Linked DNA regions of Rattus norvegicus: all the other regions are linked to region 2. The links are chromatin contacts, called in public Hi-C maps. All regions are on one chromosome and are shown on one strand. The core of a region is the stretch at or near the end of the contact, and the rest is flanking DNA. Distances in the headings are between cores, read along the strand shown.

Region 1 (3,300 bases), core at 140-2,639, 200 kb after region 2:
TGAAGGAATGCTTGCTGTCTCTTGGTATTCTGGATGATCTGAGCAGCGTGTCTGGGAAGGTCAGGGGCTGTATCTGAGTGTTCAAACATGGTCACATTTTCCAGGCAGTGTGGCCCATGAGTCCACCACCGGGCCCTACAGGAGTTCCCTAATGCTTTTGGAGAACACTTAGCAATTCCTTGTTCTGGGCCTCATAGGGCCTCGCAGCCTGCCTGAAGACCCCAGGAAGGCCGTGATACACTGCTGTAGGTACAAAGTCTCTCTCTAGGTACAACGTTTGTGGTGCTCAGTGGGATCTCTGGAGGCCAGATGGAGTCTCTGTCTGGCAAGCTTCAAAGTTTTGACATGAAGGGCTGGTCCTGGAGCTCAGTGGTTGAGTTCTTTTGAGCTATACGTGAGGCTCTAGGTTAATTCTTCACTATAGCCAAAAGCAAATCAAAAGTTCTACTAGGAAGTCCTGAGTTTTGACAAGGAAGTTCTCTGAAGGTCCACATGTTAAAGGAACAATAAAGTCATCTACTCTGGTTCCCGGAGTTACTGGTAGGAATCTTTAAGAGCTGGGGCCTGGGAGAGGCTCATTGCTGGGGTGCCCTTGAGGAAGATATTGGGACTACACCTCTCCTGCTTCCCTGTTAGTTTAGGTCTAGGCTGTGAGGTTGTGAGGTGAACAGCTTGTTCTCCCATGATGCACTGCTTCACCACAGCCCCAAAAGCACTAAAACAACATGGTAGATGTATATACAGACTGATACTTCCCGAACCGTGAGCCAAGACAAGCCCCTTTCACACTGAAGCTGGTTGTCTCAGGGTGTTCGTTACAGTAATAAAAAGCTGACTAACCCAGGCAAACGAGCCCTTCCCTGGCACAGCTCTTCCCTGCTGAACATTCTCCCCCCGTCTGTCTTTGCTTAAGACCGTGCATGTCTCTGATAGCTGAACCTACCTACCCTTCGCATTTTCTCCTTACATGTCTTACAAACTCAGAGAAGGCATATAAATTCCCTGCGGCCCCCAAGTGATTCTTCTTACCACTGCTGACAGTGAGAAATGAAGGGCCATTGGACTTACATCAAGTTGGAAAACCCCCAGGGGCACCGCTTTCAGAGAGTTCTCGGAGAAATCCACGTCCCTGAGGTGGTTTTTCCAGAAGACGGCCATTTTGTCTGGCAGCGATTCCAGAGCATTTTTGGAGGCTTTACAACATTTCTAGGAGTTGGAGGAGAGGGGGAGAATAGTAAGTAGGCTTCTGAGTGTGGTGCTTCCCAGAAGTCTGTTTGTAAATTTGATGTCAGAGGAGAGGCTACTGGGACAAGGCTCTGGGGCCACAGTGCAGGGTGAGAAGAAGGCTTCCCATTCTCCGTGTCTGCCATCTTGCCCTGTCCTGCAGGGGCGGAGACAGAGTTTCCTAGGGGAGACAATGTGCTTACAGTTTCCTTTATCTCATTTGGCCATTGTCCTGGGCAATAACAGGCCAATTCAGAGCCACGCTCTGAAAGGGACACTGCTTTCCCCAAGTACGCGGCCAAACTAGAAATGCTTACTCTTTGGTTTGAAACCAACAGAAACGAAGTCCAAATATTCCTTATGTCATTCATCCGCTACAACTAGCCAGATTCCCGAGAAACAAAACCCTCATTTAGTCTGCAGAGCCGTGGAGACAGGTGCCTGAGTCTTCTCATTTCTCAATGCACGGGAGCGCTGCACCCGCTTTGGCATCTGTTGGTATGTATGTGTGTATCAGGGTTGGCATGCGTACATACGTGTACTTGTGGAGACCAAAGGTCAATGTTGGGTGTCTTTTCAATCGCACCCCACCATCTTTTATGCTGGACAGGGTTTCTCAGGGGAGCTGGAGCTGATCAACTGCCTAGACGGGCTGACCAGCCAACTGCAGGGATTCTCCTCTCCCCACCTCTCAAGTGCTGGGATTATAGGCACGTGTTGTCATGCCTGGCTTTTTAAAGTGTGTGACATGTATGTATGTATATGTGCTCACATGTGTGCATGCGGAGGTCAGGGGCCGATGTAAAGTCTCTCTCTCTGTTGCTTTCCACCTCATTTACCGAGGCCGGATCTCTCACTTGAACTCAGAGCTCATAAGTATGGTTGGTCTAGCTGGTTGCCTGGCCCTAGGTATCCTGTCTTTGCTTCTTGGGTGCTGGGCTTACATTTATGCCACCATATTTGCATAGCATTTATACGGGGGCTGGGAGCCTAATCACAGGTCCTTATGTCTGCACAGCAAGCACTTTACCTACTCAGCCATCTCTCCAGACCCACACTTAGCCTTTTTATTTTGTGGACTCTTGGGGATCAAACTCATGCTTCTGTGCAGAAGCTTTACCAAAGCAAGCCACCTTCCCATCCCGTGTGTCATCCCATGTCAGGGCCAAGCTGCTGTTTTACAAAACTTTGTAGTAGCTACAGTGTGTCCCTTAATCCCGAGCAGGTGGACTGGCTCACAGGAGTTACTGTTGCAGACAGCCTGATGCTGTGGGCCTCTCTACTCAGCTACAATGTGGAGGAACACCCATGGCATAAGGCAGGCACGCCATGCACAACCCCGAAGGAGACATGCGAGGGTGTAGAGAGCAGCATACAAACTCGACTCTGGCTTGTGTGGTACGAACCAGAGGGCAGGACCAGGGGTCTGGAAAGCTCTTGAGGCTGTTCCTGGAGACATTCAGATTGGTGAGAGACTTGAAGGAGTGCATAAATTGGACAGGGAGCTCCGTCAGTCTGTTGTCAGCTAGGTCGAGTTCCTCCAGCTTCCGCAGGCCGATCCAGTTTGTGGCTGTGGGGCGAAAAGAGTGCACACAGTCAAAGGCATCCCAGGCCTCACCGGCAAGAAAGTGGCTAATGGCAAGGGGTCATCGATGGAGATGCGTACCATTTTCTTCTTCAAACAACCGCTCCAGATAGTTTTTGGAAGCAGTCAGCCTTTCAAGTTTTGAGAGGTGCAAGAATCCAGGCGGGAGGTGGGACAGTTTGTTACTGGAGATGTCGATTTCAACTAACCTGGAGGCAGAGAGGAGGGATCAGAAGAGTAACAGCAGTGCTTAAAGATCTCTTGCTGGACAAGGCGTGTGTCTTCTCTCTGCACGTACTGTTTAAAAACTGAGTGGGATCATTCTGGGGCCCTTTTACTCGTTTGGTTAACTGTTACCACAGTGGAATCTGACTTTGGTGGTTCCTGATACTTCTGAACATCCAGGGATTAAAATCTCCATCCCTGTAAAACAAGCGGTGCCCTGGGACTGCCAAGAGCCCGTGGAGTAGGACTGCAAGCTTTTAGGGCTT
Region 2 (3,672 bases), core at 399-2,898:
GGTTCACCCCTGGCACCCTTTAAAACAGGGGTGGTACCACATAAGCCTGGAATTCAGGCCACTTCAGCTCCATGAGCAAGAGGATCTGTAGTTCAAGGTAATCTTCAGTTTCAGCTAGCATCTGGGTTCTATTAAGCTCTTTCTTAAAGAACCTCTCAGGTCCTAATACATTGGTGACCAGGAAATAAAATTGGTATTTACAAACATTTGTCGTGTAGGCACCCCAGTTGAAGTGCTTTTGTTTTTAACAAAATGTATAAAAGTTAAGAGCAAGCAAATGTAAGGGAAACTGGTATCAACTTAAAAATCCATTCAGCGAGCCTAGCCTATCTGGAGACCCCTAATACAGTGAGAGATCAATCCTATTTCAAAACAAAACAAAACAAAACAAAACAAAACAAAACAAAACAAAACAAAACAAAACAAAACTAGGTGTATGGCTCCGGAGGAACCGCGTGCCCCCACCTCCACCCCTAAGTACACAATCCATATCCATTTTATAAATCTACTCTTGAAAATATTGACGGGCTTAGGTGAGGGGTACTAACCAGCTCCCTGCTCCCTGGGATTAAATATGGGTATTGATCATCTAGTGGTAATTTACCCATCCATCTCTTAAAAACGAATATGCCTGGCTTGGTGGCGCTTGCTTTCAAGCCCAGCGCTTGAGAGGCAGAGACGGACACCTCTGAGTTCTCTGAGTTCGAGGTCAGCCTTAGCTACTTAGGTAATTCTCGCTTCGCTCTCAGCCCGCAAATCCCCAAGCGTTCCAAGGTGAACCGTGGCCGTGTGGCTCCGGCTACGCCCGTAGGGTACAAAGCTGCAGTGTGGACCCGGCAGCCCTGGCCACCGAGCCGGGAGGTCGGCCTGGGGAGGGTAGGGCGTGGCAGTTCTAGGGGCATCTGGGGAGCCGGTCAACTCAGTCCACGTGCGGTGCCCGGCCGGCTCCGAGCGCTGGCGACGGGGGTGTGGCCGCGGGTACCCAGCAGCGGGGACTAGAGTCCGCCCGCCACGCTCTAGTCCGTGCTAACCCACACCCCTTCAGCCGGGCCGCAGACTGCGGGGCGGGTGCTTTTTTTTTTTTTTTTTTTTTTTTTTTGTTAAACTTTGGCCACGTGAACTGCCCCCCATTCACTTTTGCGCCAATCACGAGGCGCGGACGGATCCCGAGAGGGGCCACGGCACGCCGCCGGCGGGCCGCTTCTTAACGCGCGGTGCGTGACGTGAGGGGCTCCTTTGCAATGGCGCGCTAAGCCGGAGGATGTGCAGCTGCAGAGGCGGCGCAGGGCACCGAGAGGGCGGGCGCAGCGCGAGCGGAGCCGAGCCAGCCCGGGGACGCGAGCCGCAGGAGCTGCTGTTGCCTCGCGCCGGAGTCGCCGGCCGCGCGCGCCGGGCATGGTCCCCTCTTAAAGGCGCAGGCCGCGGCTGTGCGGGCGGGCGCGCGGAACAAAGCGCCGGCGCGGGGCCTGCGGGCGGCTCGGGAGCCGCGATGGGCGCGGCGGACCCGCGGCGGCCGCGGCGCTGCCCGGGCCGGGCCAGGCGGCGCTAGGGCGGGCTGGCCTCCGCGGGCGGGGGCGGCGGGCTGAAGGCGCGCGGAGCCTGCGGCGGGGATAGCGGCCCGGCGGGCGGAGGGGCGCGGGCATGGCCGCGCGCGGCCGGCGCGCCTGGCTCAGCATGCTGCTCGGGCTCGTGCTGGGCTTCGTGCTGGCCTCGCGACTCGTCCTGCCCCGCGCCTCGGAGCTGAAGCGAGTGGGCCCGCGGCGGCGCCCCAATCCCGAGGGATGCCGGCCAGGACAGGCAGCGTCGCAGCCCGGCGGTGCTCCGGGGGATGCGCGCGGGGCGCAGCTCTGGCCGCAGGGCTCGGCCGCGGAGGGCGTCCCGCGCGACAGGAACTTTCTCTTCGTGGGAGTCATGACCGCCCAGAAATACCTGCAGACTCGCGCCGTGGCCGCTTACAGGTGAGCCCCCTTTTCGTGGATACCATCGCTTGCATCCGGCATCCTGGCTAGCGGGAGGGCGGCGTTACGGGTTCCCCGGAGGCTTCTCGGGTAGCTGCCAGCGACTCAGCGCAAAGGCAGCAGTGGTTAGACGAGGATGGAGAGCATCTCTCAAGGGCAAGACTTTAGGATTAGATGAGTGAGTACACTGGCCTCACTCAGTGTGTGCCTTTCAACTTGATCTCCAGAAAGACACGTAAGCTTTCTGTGTTCAGGACTTCTTTGTTAAAAGGAACGAGTCTCCCCCATAAGATGGTGGGGAAATTCAGTGTTGTACCTGCGATAGTGGAGGCAGAGGTATAATTTGAGTCTCTAAAATAGGCACTTTGTCATTTCGAAGGGAGAGCCCGCCTAAATTAACCTGGCTAGGGCTCCTCTGTACTGTACTTAAGATTTTCACAGTCATTCCTTTTAATGAGAGTGACCACTCCGCTTTTGAGCACTTCGGTTTGGTAATTAGAGATAAAGAACCTTGAGGAAAAAACAGTTTTCGTGATAGATTCGGTCAATTCAAGACTACAGCCTGGTGCTCCCCAGTGCAGTCCCAGAGGTGTATGCGTGGTAGGAACTAGCTGGGCCCTAGTAGGGCTAAATGAGTCGTAGAAGTGGCAGTGATCATGTTCAGGATTAACAAAGAGATTAGCCAAAGCTGCCTTTAGAAAGGAGATGGTTTTGGAATGGAGGGCATTGTTAGAACTGTATTTCCATTGGAGTGAACCTGAAATAGAAGAGGGGTGGACTCAAGGGAAGGAAGGGACTCATTGGAAACTTTTGTATGTGTGAAGTACACAAACCTTTACTGTATGGGTGAAGTTTGGCGTTCTTCCAGGCACAGATTCAGTCGGTGGCAGGAATGGTTTCAGAGCATGGATATTTAGGGGCTAAGCGTTTTGAGCAGGGCCACACTAGTTGCTGTTTGTTTTAAATGTATAGCCAGTGCTTTTATAACGTTGGCTTTTAAATCCAGTTTCTGGTCTAAGTTTTCAGGCAGCAGATGGTATAAGAAAACAAGCATAGTTGGATCTCTCCTTTCTTTTAAGTCAAGTGAGGGATTGCAAGAGAAAAGGCGGAAAGGCATGGAACGTCTTGACCACCATTCCTGCTAATGTCAAGAAGCTGCATCCTGCTAAGAACAATTCTTTCTGAGTGACCCAAGAGGCCACTGGTGGCTGGCTGTATGTGTGGACTAACAGAGTAGTTTGAGAACCATTAGGCCAGAGCTTTCTCCCCGATGGTCTCTGACTTAGTATCTTTGTCACAGATTGAGGGTGGCATAGGTTTTTAATCCCAGCACGTAGGAGGCAGAGTAGATGGATCTCTGTGAGACCCAAGCCAGCCTGGTCTACATAGAGTTCCAGGCCAGATGACTAACACCGAGACCCTTCTGGAAAGTAAAAAAAAAGTCAAGCAAAACAAAACAACCCAAACAAACAAAAAATGAGAAAGGGGGAAATGAGCCTCCCTCCAGGTGGCTCATTAGGTAAAGGGTAGTTGCTGCTAAACCTGACGACCTGAGTTTGGTCCTCAGAAAGATCCCACAGAGTAGGGGAGAGCGGGCTCCGTCAAACTTGACTTTCACACTTCTGCCATGACGAGGTACATTTGCACTGTTATACAACATAACAGACAATAGATAAATGTAAATAAAACAAATGCCCTTTCAGTAATAAGATTA
Region 3 (3,644 bases), core at 802-3,301, 150 kb after region 2:
CTTCCTCACTAGATTGGCCTGTGGGCATATACATAAAATAAAAATAAATAACTCTTTAAAACAAGCTACTTTTATCAATACAACTCAGACAAAGAGCTCACTGGTCTTTGCTCTCTCGTACCTTGATCTGAGAGCTTGCTGAGGTGACCTCAAGAAGTGAAGGCTTTTTCTGGTTACTTTCACTTCATCCCTGCCCTCTCCTCCTGTGTTTCTCCTGCAGATCTGGGCAGACGCTGTACTGCACTGTGAGAAGGACTGGCTGAGATGGCTCTTGAAGGGAGGCAGGTGTTTCTACATGGAACTGCTTCACCCTACACAGAACTCAGTACCCCTCAGAGGATGCCTTTCTGAGGAGGAATATGGCGAGGGGCTCTGGCCTCTGTCCTGAGGGAGATCTACTCTATGCCTTGCCAGAAATCAGTGTGTATTCCCAGAGCCGGGACCAGGTGTGGCTCAGGATAGAAGAGTGTCTTCTAGAAGGTATGTCCTGTCCTGTCAGGCCCTGTCACAGACTCAACTGAGGCTGGGACTAAAGATGGAGCCAAACCCAAGCCCAAGAGGGACCGATTTAAAGGCCCAGAACCAGAGTTATACCTGAGTGAACAGTGATGGGTGTTGGTGCGGACCTCCTGTGAATGGTGGTAACTCCTGCTGTCTCCAGGCCTCGGCGTCAGGAATGTGAGGTAGCATGTCGTGCCTAAGGACCTCAGGGATGTTTAACTGGAGCTAAGGGAACAGATGAACCATGCACCCTGCTAGAGCGTGTTCTTTCTTGTGTCCCTTCGAGACGAGTCATGTTGGGGTTCTTCCCCTTGGCTCCTCCCCTTAAGACTGAGACCCTGCTGTGGTCAGGGTCCTCTAGCTTCCTGTGTTAAAGCCTTGTTTACCAGGGTGGTGCCATCGGGAGGCTGTGGAACCTTTAGAAGATGGAACCTAGTGGAGGTTCCCTTAGGTCTTTGAGGCACGCCCTGGAAGAGATTTAGGGACCCTGACTGGTTTTTCTCGTTGCTTCCTGATTGTGAGGTGGACAGTTTGCTTTGCCTTTCACTCTAGGTCATTACCATGTGGTGCCTTCACCAGAATTCCAAAGCAATGGACCTGGGCAATCTCAGGCTGTGAGATAAAGGTTTTAAAAATTAATTATCTCAGACGTTTCAATATAGTGAGTATTGTGTGCCCAAGAGCTACAAAGTAGCGGCCCATAGAGGCTGGGTGGGCCTTAAGGAAGGGAGGGTTCATGAGGCCTAAAAGCTTGACCACAATGAGCCCACTAGTCATCTGTCTAAAAAAGTGTCTGTCAGTGGAGACGGAAAAGGGAAACAGTATTACTGTGTGAGAACAGTGTCTCCATTAAAGGGAAAATGCTCTGGCGCTCTAAGGGGCTTTGGCTCCAGGAAGCAGCCCGTGAAAGCTAGCACGTACTGGAACTGATGAAGCCTCAGGGCGGCATGCCTAGCCTGAAGCAGATTTGGAAGCTGGGAGGCAGAGCGTGTGTCCAGGTGGTGAAATCAGGAGAGCACAGGGCCACCAGAATGTACCCCATGCCTCCCAAGAGCTCAGCCGGGAGGGAGCCCGTGAAAAGGCTCGCTGACGTCAGTGAGCCCCGACTCTGTGTCACGGGCTTTTTAAGCAGCAGAGCATGAAGTTGGCTCTGGAGAGGAGTGATGGACGTACCATGGTCTTAGAGGCCTGACTTCGAGGCCGGGCTCCAATGCTGAGAAAAGTTGTTCCAATTGGCCAGGCGGTCTGGCACTGCCTGAGAAGCCATTCATGCTTCTCAGAGGTGTGACACTCAAAAACTGACTTTCTGTCATTCTGAAACTCCTACAGGAGATGGGTTTGAAAGGCATGGGAATCTCCTTCCAGGCATCTCTGGATCTGTCCAGACCTTCTCCAGAGAGGGTCTATGCTACTTGCCTCCCAGGACCAAACGCTTCCCGGATTGACTGGATGTGACAGCTGCAGCCCTTGTTACAGATAGTTAGAAGACTCAGTTCCAGGAAGTAGTCTGCTACCCCAAGGGTGACATTATCTACAGTTCTGGAATGTTCTCTGTGCAGACTGTGCCTGAAGAAATGACATTTCCTCCCAGGCTTAAAGGAGCAAGGCGCTGGCGTCTTACTTGAGCAGTGGATTGTTTCTATGCTCTGGAAAGTGAGAGACTGACATTGTTTTTTTGGCTCAGAGTCCCACGGCAGACCAGCCACAGCAAGAGAGCCCGTGTGTCCGCCCAGTCGTCATTTTATAATATTTAAAGTGATTTTTTTTGTCATTCAGATCTTAGTCTTATTATAAAAGAAATGACAGTTAAATTAAAAGTGGTTTAACAAAAACCACTAGTGACCTCAGGAGCCAGAAATGGCCATAGGTCACATTTTGGTGTGTGTCCTTCTGGTCTTTTAAATCTTTTATACATTTGTAAATGAAAAGCACGCCCCCAAGGCCCCACTCGGTACATTGTGAATGCCTTCTCTGGCCTTTAGTTGGTTGGGTTTTATGTTCCAAAGATGCCGCCATGGAGGCTTGGGAACAAGGAAGGGATTGAGGGCTGAACTGTGAACTGCGTCCCCTCAGGATCCACAAGCTGAAGCCCTTACCCTAGCGCTTTGGAATGTGAGCACAGGTCAGGCTTCCTGTGGCTGACAGAGAGTGATAGCCATCCTGAGGATGTCACAATGGCTCACGTGCCACGTGCCAAGCTCACAGTGGACCATGGATCCAGGTCTAGTCTGCCATTTCCAGGGATGTGGAGGGAAATCCTGGAACCCCCAGATTGATGTGGGCAGACCCTGCCACCAATGCCTCACACTGCAATCCCACTGTGTGCCTCCTCCTTCTGACGCTGGGCCCTCTTCTGGGTTCTGTGGGCTCCAAGGATACAGGGCTTGGCGCTGCTTCTTGGCAGCCATTTGGATGTACCCTTCAGGTAGGAATAGGGTGCTCCCCTCCAGAGTTGTCTGCCCCTAGGTCAAAGAGTTGGGCAAATCCTATTATGTTGGCATTGTTCCTGTTGATCTTGCAGTTTTCAGTCCTTGGTTGTGTGGGGTAGTGTCATGGTTCCTGCCTCTATGCTGATGATGCTATAAACCATAAATCTACTAGATGTGGAAAAATGAACCAGTCCCTAAATAACACCATAATGCTATACACTGGATGCACAGCTCCCTCCATTAAAAGACAATCTCAAAACTGCAATTAATCTGCACTTGCCAACATTTAATTAAAATTGTAATCTAAAATACCAGACTATCACCAGTGTTTTGAGCATCCTAAGAAACAGACTCCCACCTGATAGCAGTTACTCAAGCAAGTTCCAGTGTGCCCTGGTGTCCACAGGGAATTGCTCCAAGACCACCCATGGACCGAGTCTATGGAGGTGCAAGTCCCTCACATGAGGTCATGTGTTAAGTAAGTGCACGGAACCTGAATCCTTCCTCTCAAAGGCATCAAATTCTCCCTGACACAGTGACACTCCGGAGATGCTCTGTAGGTAGTTGCTGTCCTGTATTGTTTGAAGAGAGAAAGGCAGGAAATAAAATTGGCACTTGGTTTGCCCCAGTCCACATCCTTCCTAACCCTTTTCCCTTGAAGTTGATTAGCATTTTAGATCCTGTAGCCATGGAGGGCTGACTTACTCGATTTAC

The links. A called contact is a pair of places that touch in the nucleus more often than the background predicts.
Region 1: a Hi-C map of Schwann cells shows a contact between it and region 2, with 8 times the contacts expected there. The contact joins the enhancer-like site here to the promoter of Chsy1 in region 2. A contact is called at or near these places in 11 of 12 Hi-C or Micro-C datasets (the A7r5 cell line, the Rat2 cell line, Schwann cells and 6 more) and 1 of 1 datasets of contacts at active chromatin or transcription factors (oligodendrocytes).
Region 3: a Hi-C map of Schwann cells shows a contact between it and region 2, with 13 times the contacts expected there. The contact joins the enhancer-like site here to the promoter of Chsy1 in region 2. A contact is called at or near these places in 12 of 12 Hi-C or Micro-C datasets (the A7r5 cell line, the Rat2 cell line, Schwann cells and 7 more) and 1 of 1 datasets of contacts at active chromatin or transcription factors (oligodendrocytes).

What each region holds. Positions count from the first base shown.
Region 1 is chr1:129,299,537-129,302,836 of GRCr8, forward strand. It overlaps Lrrk1 (leucine-rich repeat kinase 1), which reads right to left. Exons shown (of 33, transcript NM_001191624.1): 7 at 2,891-3,018; 8 at 2,631-2,794; 9 at 1,069-1,206. Among named protein-coding and RNA genes, the nearest start is that of Lrrk1, 82 kb to the right of the region's middle. Within about 2 kb of position 1,390, at least 1 of the 93 cell types and tissues checked has an H3K27ac peak or open chromatin away from gene starts, as enhancers often do. A contact at or near this core is called in Schwann cells, where this site is marked.
Region 2 is chr1:129,098,440-129,102,111 of GRCr8, forward strand. Chsy1 (chondroitin sulfate synthase 1) reads left to right here and starts at 1,649. Exons shown (of 3, transcript NM_001106268.1): 1 at 1,649-1,958. The coding sequence starts at 1,675.
Region 3 is chr1:129,247,115-129,250,758 of GRCr8, forward strand. It overlaps LOC102549616 (a long non-coding RNA gene), which reads left to right. Exons shown (of 4, transcript XR_010063044.1): 2 at 221-480; 3 at 1,831-3,644. Among named protein-coding and RNA genes, the nearest start is that of Lrrk1, 130 kb to the right of the region's middle. Within about 2 kb of position 2,052, at least 6 of the 93 cell types and tissues checked have an H3K27ac peak or open chromatin away from gene starts, as enhancers often do. A contact at or near this core is called in Schwann cells, where this site is marked.